2 separate regions of the Ovis aries genome follow, and region 1 is linked to region 2. A link is a contact called in public Hi-C data. All regions are on one chromosome and are shown on one strand. The core of a region is the stretch at or near the end of the contact, and the rest is flanking DNA. Distances in the headings are between cores, read along the strand shown.

The links. Hi-C and Micro-C count contacts between places; a contact is called where the count stands out from the background.
Region 1: a Hi-C map of blood shows a contact between it and region 2, with 2.6 times the contacts expected there. The contact joins two enhancer-like sites. A contact is called at or near these places in 2 of 16 Hi-C or Micro-C datasets (both in blood).

Annotation. Positions count from the first base shown.
Region 1 is chr1:78,595,919-78,599,414 of ARS-UI_Ramb_v3.0, forward strand. No RefSeq gene overlaps it. Among named protein-coding and RNA genes, the nearest start is that of S1PR1, 10 kb to the left of the region's middle. Within about 2 kb of position 1,498, at least 1 of the 54 cell types and tissues checked has an H3K27ac peak or open chromatin away from gene starts, as enhancers often do.
Region 2 is chr1:78,457,032-78,460,505 of ARS-UI_Ramb_v3.0, forward strand. LOC105615111 (a long non-coding RNA gene) reads left to right here. Exons shown (of 9, transcript XR_009597001.1): 8 at 1-468. Among named protein-coding and RNA genes, the nearest start is that of DPH5, 87 kb to the left of the region's middle. Within about 2 kb of position 1,255, at least 5 of the 54 cell types and tissues checked have an H3K27ac peak or open chromatin away from gene starts, as enhancers often do.

The DNA.
Region 1 (3,496 bases), core at 248-2,747, 140 kb after region 2:
GTCCCAAAATGTTCCACAAAAGGAACACATGCTCTTTTAGTATCCTCCAAGGCTCCAGAACCAAAATATTAAAATGCTAAGTAACTGTGACCTGATGATACTCTCTTTGCTTCTATAGGATGAAAATTTGGCCTAGTATTGGTATTTGTAATCTCTGAAGAATTTCTGTGTCTTGAAAGAGTCTAGGGTTATAACTGAAACTCTCACAATGAAAGTTTATTAACAGTTAGATTTCAGTTTTAGGCATATATGGTACATTGCAAAGTACCTAATGAAGAATGGACTTTTACACAAACGCGAGGATTCTGAAACATGTTAGTAGGTGACAGACAAATTGGAGTGTGTCAAACCACCTGACCAAACCTGTAAAGGATAGCCAGTCACATAACACTTGTCTTGGGTGCAAGATCTGCATCGTTAGAACTATTGGTAGTAGGCAGAGACACAAAGGAAATCGGTATTATGCTCTCTCTCCCTTTCTCTCTCTCTCTCTATACATGTATATGTATACACATGTATGTATTATTAAAGCGTAGTTGATTTAAAGGAAATCAACCCTGAGTACTCATTGGAAGGACTGATGCTGAAGCTGAAGCTCCAGTGCTTTGGTTACCTGATGCAAAGAGCTGACTTATTGGAAAAGACTCTGATGCTAGCAAAGATTGAAAGCAGGAGGAGAAGGGGACAAGAAAGGATGAGATGGTTGGATTGTTTCACTGACTCAATGGATATGAATCTAAGCAAGCCCCGGGAGATGCTGAAGGACAAGGGAAGCCTGGTGTACCGCAGTCCATGGGATCACAGAGAAGGACCCGACTTAGCAACTGAACAACAAATGTTCTCTCTCTCTCTCTCTCTCTCTCTCTATATATATATATATATATATATATATATATACACACACACACACACATATATATGTATTATTAAGGTATAATTAATTTACAATGTTGTATTCATTTCTGCTGTACAGCAAAGTGATTCAGTTATACATACATACATATATATACATTAAAAATTTTTATTTAAAAATACAAAGGATATTGAATAGAGTTCCCTGTGCTGTATAATAGGACCTAGTTGTTGATCCACTGAGCTTATGCTTTTGAGGGCTTCATAAGTTTGCTGCAGCTAGTTAACTTGTTCTCCTGTGCTCTGTGCTGTCTGAGGACTCTTTCCTTCCCCTGCTCTGGGAGTAGCTGGGCAGATGCTGCTTCAGGCGCTGCAGTGCTCCTGGGCCAGGCTGATCTGATGCACGGAAGAATGGGCCCTGAGAAGAAGAGATAGTGCTCCCAGTGCTGACTGGAGTGGAGAAGGTAAGGAGTTGTTCATCTACTTTCCTAGAGCTCGAACCCTATTATTGCTCACTTTTCTGCTGCTTTGTTGAAACCAGGGCAGAAAGAACAACCCTAGAGGAAGCACTGATGGGGCTTCTGCTTCCTGGTCCCACCCTTCTTGATGGGTGCACCCACCCATGCACCCGTGCCTTCAACAAGAATGCCTGCCCTAGGCTGTGTGCCATCAGGACCAGGCAAATGATGAACAAGATCCCTTCCTTCATAGAGCTCACAGGAGCCGTTCCTCCAACAATAGTGCTTCTGTGGTTCCTTCTCTTTGGGAGAAGAGATACAGCTGATACAAGCAAGAAACAGTTCTTTCCGGGAGTTTTCCAATGTTGTATACTTCTCTGAATGTATTCAGTTTTCAAGTAGTGTTAAATAACTTAATTTAATAAATATGATCAATGTTAGCTAATTTGGTCTTTGGATTTTATTTCACCAACATCTCTACATAACTTAAAACTAAAAAATGGGGAATTAACTTTTAGATTCCGACTACAGAGAAGTCCTTTAAGTTATTGAACTCTGTTATAAATATTGGTATTGGTATTCAATTTTTAATTCCAGTTTTTCTGAGATATATTTGACATAACACTATAAACTTAAGGTGTAGAACATAATGATTTGACTTACATTTGTCATGAATAAGTATCACAGTAAGTTTAGAGAACATCATTTCATGTAGATATAAAATTAAAGACAGAAAAAAAATCCTTATGGTGAGACATCTTAGGACTTCGTTAACAACTTTCTTAACAACTTTCCTATATAACATACAGCAGTGTTAATTATATTCATCATGTTGTACATTACATCCCTTGTATTCAATTTTTCAAATTGTTCTAGGTCCCATGTGAAATCAAAGCAGTCAACATTATTTTAGTTGCTATCTCATTTCACTTCATGCTTTTTTTCTAGAACCCTGCCGTGACCTATGTTGGGTGGAGGCACTTGGGTAAAATGAGCAAATGAAGTCTACATTTGAATAAGTCTTAGGTGGTATGCTTATTTAACCTGGATGCAAAAGAGAGAAAAATGCATAACTCAAGAGGAAACATGACGCACATTCTTAACTGTCAATATCATGAGCAAGTTCATCTGAAGTGAACAATCACAAATCCCCTCAAGGACTAGAGAAAGAATCCTAAGTAGGTCTTCTGTGTATTGCATGTTTCGACGACTACTGATGCCAGGGAGCTGGGGCTAGCTCTCAAGGACTCCACATCCCAATATTACACACCAATCCCGCTGCACCTGCCGGTAGCTCAGATGCCTACTCACCATGACCGGATCTACCCTCAAAGGACTACTGGTGGCAGGACTGGGTGGTGTCATTCTTTTGTACAAAGGAAAACATCTTCCTAATTTCAGGGTCTCTTTTGTGCCTGTCGAGACACTTCAGAGAAAAACAAATTTAAGTCACCAGTAAAATGTTCTAAAATAAGAGGAGAGTGGTGCTAAATCACTTGAAAGGTATTAACTATCATATGCCTCGAGATTCTTCACTCACTCAGCTTCTGCAGGGTTTTGCGGCACCAGAAATAGTGGTTAGGTCTCACATGCTGTTCTGCTTCAGCTAGCTTCAGTGGCCACCTACAGAAATAGTTCTCGGTTTCTCTTCCTTGTCTAGATGCTGGTTAGGGCAGCGTTTAGAAAAACACGGATTTTCATATTCCCCATTCACACGTGTAGTGCAAATTTAGGGTATTAAAGATTACCTAGATTATTCAATCTATAAAATCCTTCAGTTACCTGAGTATTTTCTGTCAATACTGTTCCCAACTAAATTATTATACTATCATAAGCACTATAGTAGGAGTTGCAAAATTACAAGGGATTTAGAAGACATACCCGAAAGACCTCCCAATTTAAAGGGACAAAATGACCCCTATAACAGCAACGTTTGAAAAGCAATTTTATATACATGACCTCATTTTGTATATTCATTTTATCAGGTTTTACTTTTTAGAATTATGCTTAGACAGTGTTTTTTGCATAATCAGCTATTTTTGAATTGTGATCCTAAGTAGCCAAAATTGAAATGGGTTGAAATAATTTAAAGATTTGTAGGTTATTTGTGTCAAAAAGATTTCCATTCTCTTTTCACTTTCTAGAAAGTTCAATACAAGCAGTTTAGTTACTGGGCTTTTTACCAG
Region 2 (3,474 bases), core at 5-2,504:
CACTCCAGTGTTCTTGCCTGGAGAATCCCAGGGACGGTGGAGCCTGGTGGGCTGCCGTCTATGGGGTTGCACAGAGTTGGACACTACTGAGGCGACTTAGCAGCAGCAGCAGCAGCAAATAATCACAGGGACTTCCCTGGTGGTCCAGTGGTTAAGACTTTGCCTTCCAATGCAGGGGGTACAGTTTCAATCCCTGGTAGGGGAACTAGGATCCCACATGCTTCATGGCCAAAAAATCAAAACATAAAAACAGAAGCAATATTGTAACAAATTCAATAAAGACTAAAAATATTCCACATCAAAAAAATCTTCAAAAAAAACACAACTCTGTGCTTCCAATGCAGGGGGCACAAGTTCAATCCCTGTTCCAGAAATGAAGATCCCATGTTGCTTGGCAGAGACCAAACAAACAAACAAAAAACAGGTTCAATAGCAGCAGAGGAGCGGAGGTCTGCAATCTTAAGCTTGGTAAGCAGTACCTGACTAAACCCTGAAATAATAAATATTTCATGCAATGCTTTCCAATTTCCAATTTTATTTCTTTATGCAATTATACACTCTAAACTCCAACCATATGTGAGACTACTATGGAAAATGTTCATCTGGAATTTTAGGCAATTTTTATTTGGGGGAGGATCATTTTCTCATAATTAAATGTATACCAAATGCTGCTATGGCAGCAGATTGTACATTCTACAGTCTTGTAATCCAAGGTCATGAGGTACATGATTATTTTGAGGGAGGAAATTTGATAGGATACCTTTCTATTAAATATAGTCAACCTTCTACCAGCACTATGCATAATCCCAAATGGCAAATAATCTAAATTTTGTTTCACAGATAATTTAAAAATTGTGCATAGTTAGATTTGGAATGCATTTTTTGCTTTTCTACTTTACCATCTGTCATAGGAGGTATACCCTATAGGTTTCCCCTTTTTAAAGCTGTCAACATTTAAACTTTTAAATTAATGACAGTGTTGATAGGTTTCTGATGGATTATGAGGAAGGAAACTGTCTAAGAGCTAAAATTTGTCTTGCATGATCCCCACATGAATTACCAAACATATATATGTATATATATACGGCTGTTTTGATTGTTCTCGTGTGTGCGTGTCTGGATATATGTAGTCAAGATGTGAACAACTTGCAGAAAAATAACCTCTTACCAAAGAAGTCTACAGTACATGCAATAGCAGTGTTCACAAGTGTGTCTTAGAACCGACCTTTGGGTGGAGTTATATCACTGCCAACGGTTCAGATGTTGTGGTTTATTCTAACACTTACTGTCACTTTGAACGATTAAAGTTGTTTGATCCAACATTAGAAGACTGCATTTCACGAGAATCAAGACAACATATACTCTAGCTGTCTAGGCCAGCAGCATGCGTCAGACCACAGACAGATTGCCAGCCATTTCTTTCCGGTTCCTGTTTTTGTCTGAAAAATGGCAATGTTGGGAATTGAAAAAATAGTTGTAAAAGCCCTTAAATGTGATTCTGTATAATCAAGGTAAAGAAAAGCATACTTTGTTCCGTCCTCAAATATGAAAGTGTATACAGTATTACTTCCTTTCTAAAAGAAATGTAATTATACATGATGAACTGGCACAGTTACTCCCTCTCCCTTCATGTTTTCAGCTTTTATCAGAACAATGCCTCTCCCGCTGTGGATGACAAGCATGCTCTAGTTTCCCTTTGCCGGAGATGCTCTCCTTGGTAACTCACTGCACTGCTACCTCTGTGTCCTCCTTTTAATCTCATGCTCCACCAAATGCAATCTGACCCTGCTCTCAAAACGCTGCTTAATCAAAACTTGCCAATCTCCCAACCCCATTTGCCACTTTCAGGTCATCATTCTATCCACGTTTTTTTGAAGTCTTCAGCATCACTAAGTTAAGCACTCTTCCCGTGACTATTAAACCTCAGGTATCTTTCAGTCCTCTTTTCCCCCTTTCTCTCTGACTTTCAAATTATATTTGTGCTTAGAGCATTTCTCAAGTTCCTGCCTTTGGCACTCTTCTTTCCTTCCTCTATATAATCACTTGACAATCTTATTTTTTCCCACAGCTCTTTTTTTAAACCCTGAAAAGAACTTAGAAGTGATAAATGTGCATTATAACAATACAAAGAACGTAATGGACTATACAGTAGAATATTAGTTGTCTTCCCCCAGACATTTTTTTCTGTATATTTATATCCGTCTATATGTGTGTATGTATGTTACTTTTCTGTCTATAATATATTCATACATATATGTATTTTCATGTCTATTTTGTTATGGAAGTTGAATCATATTAAATATTGTTATACAACTTGCATTTTTTTCTTTACGACAAATCATGAATATCTTTCCTAATTGATGCATCTGTGCTGTGCTTAGTTGCTCAGTCATGTCTGACTTTTTGCAACCCTATGGACTGTAGCCTACCAGGCTCCTCTGTCCATGAGGATTCTCCAGGCAAGAATACTGGAGTGGATTGCCATGACCTCCTCCAGGAGATCTTCCCAACTCAGGGATTGAACTCAGGTCTCCCACATTGCAAGCAGATTCTTTACCATCTGAGCTGCCAGGGAGCCCAACTGATACATATGGAGCTATCTAATCCTTTAAAAGGCTTCAAAATATTTCACAGTATGGAAGTATCATACTTCCGAACTCCATAGGGACATATCCACATGGTTATTCCACCAGCTAATCAAATGCAACAACAGCAAAAATTATAATTGTTGTATTAATAATTACAAAAATTGTATTAACAATTAGAATTGTTAATTGTGTATTTCTAAATTGTATTCCATACTTTGGCCAGTAGTGTCATCCTCCTTCCGAGTGTGTAACTTGAGCACTAGCACTGATATTACCCCTAAATCACAGACATAAATCTCACTGTTTACAGAAACATCCCCCTGGGTATGCCAGAGATGCTTCAGATGCAGCGTACCCCAAATGGACTCTTCATTACGTGGCACAACTCTACCTCAGAGTTGGTTGTTTCACATCCCATGTCACTGAATTTGTCCAGTGGTATTACCTCAATATCTCTTTATTTCATTCTACCTATCCTTCTCTCATCACTCTCTTAGTAGACTTCACAATCTTTCATCCAACCTGCTTTCATCTAATAGACTCTCCCATTACCATTATCTCTTCACACTTACACACCTTCTTTCCCCTCCTGCCAATCCATTCACCAAGTTTTCATCAACATGCTTCCCATCTTCTCTTTTCTGATGGGTAGATCTACAAGCTGATACACAGTTTAATAGCTTAACTGACCCCCATCTACACACAGAATAAAGTTCATGCTCTTTGGCTTGCAATGCAGAGACTTTTATCCCCTGTCCACCTCTCCAATCTCATTTCCCGTTAGTTCCAAGTTCCCTGTTGCAATCTGTGCTTTTGCAAAATGCTCAAACACATATGTACACATACAAACACACACATGGGGGGAGAAGTTTGTTGAGACCTCCAC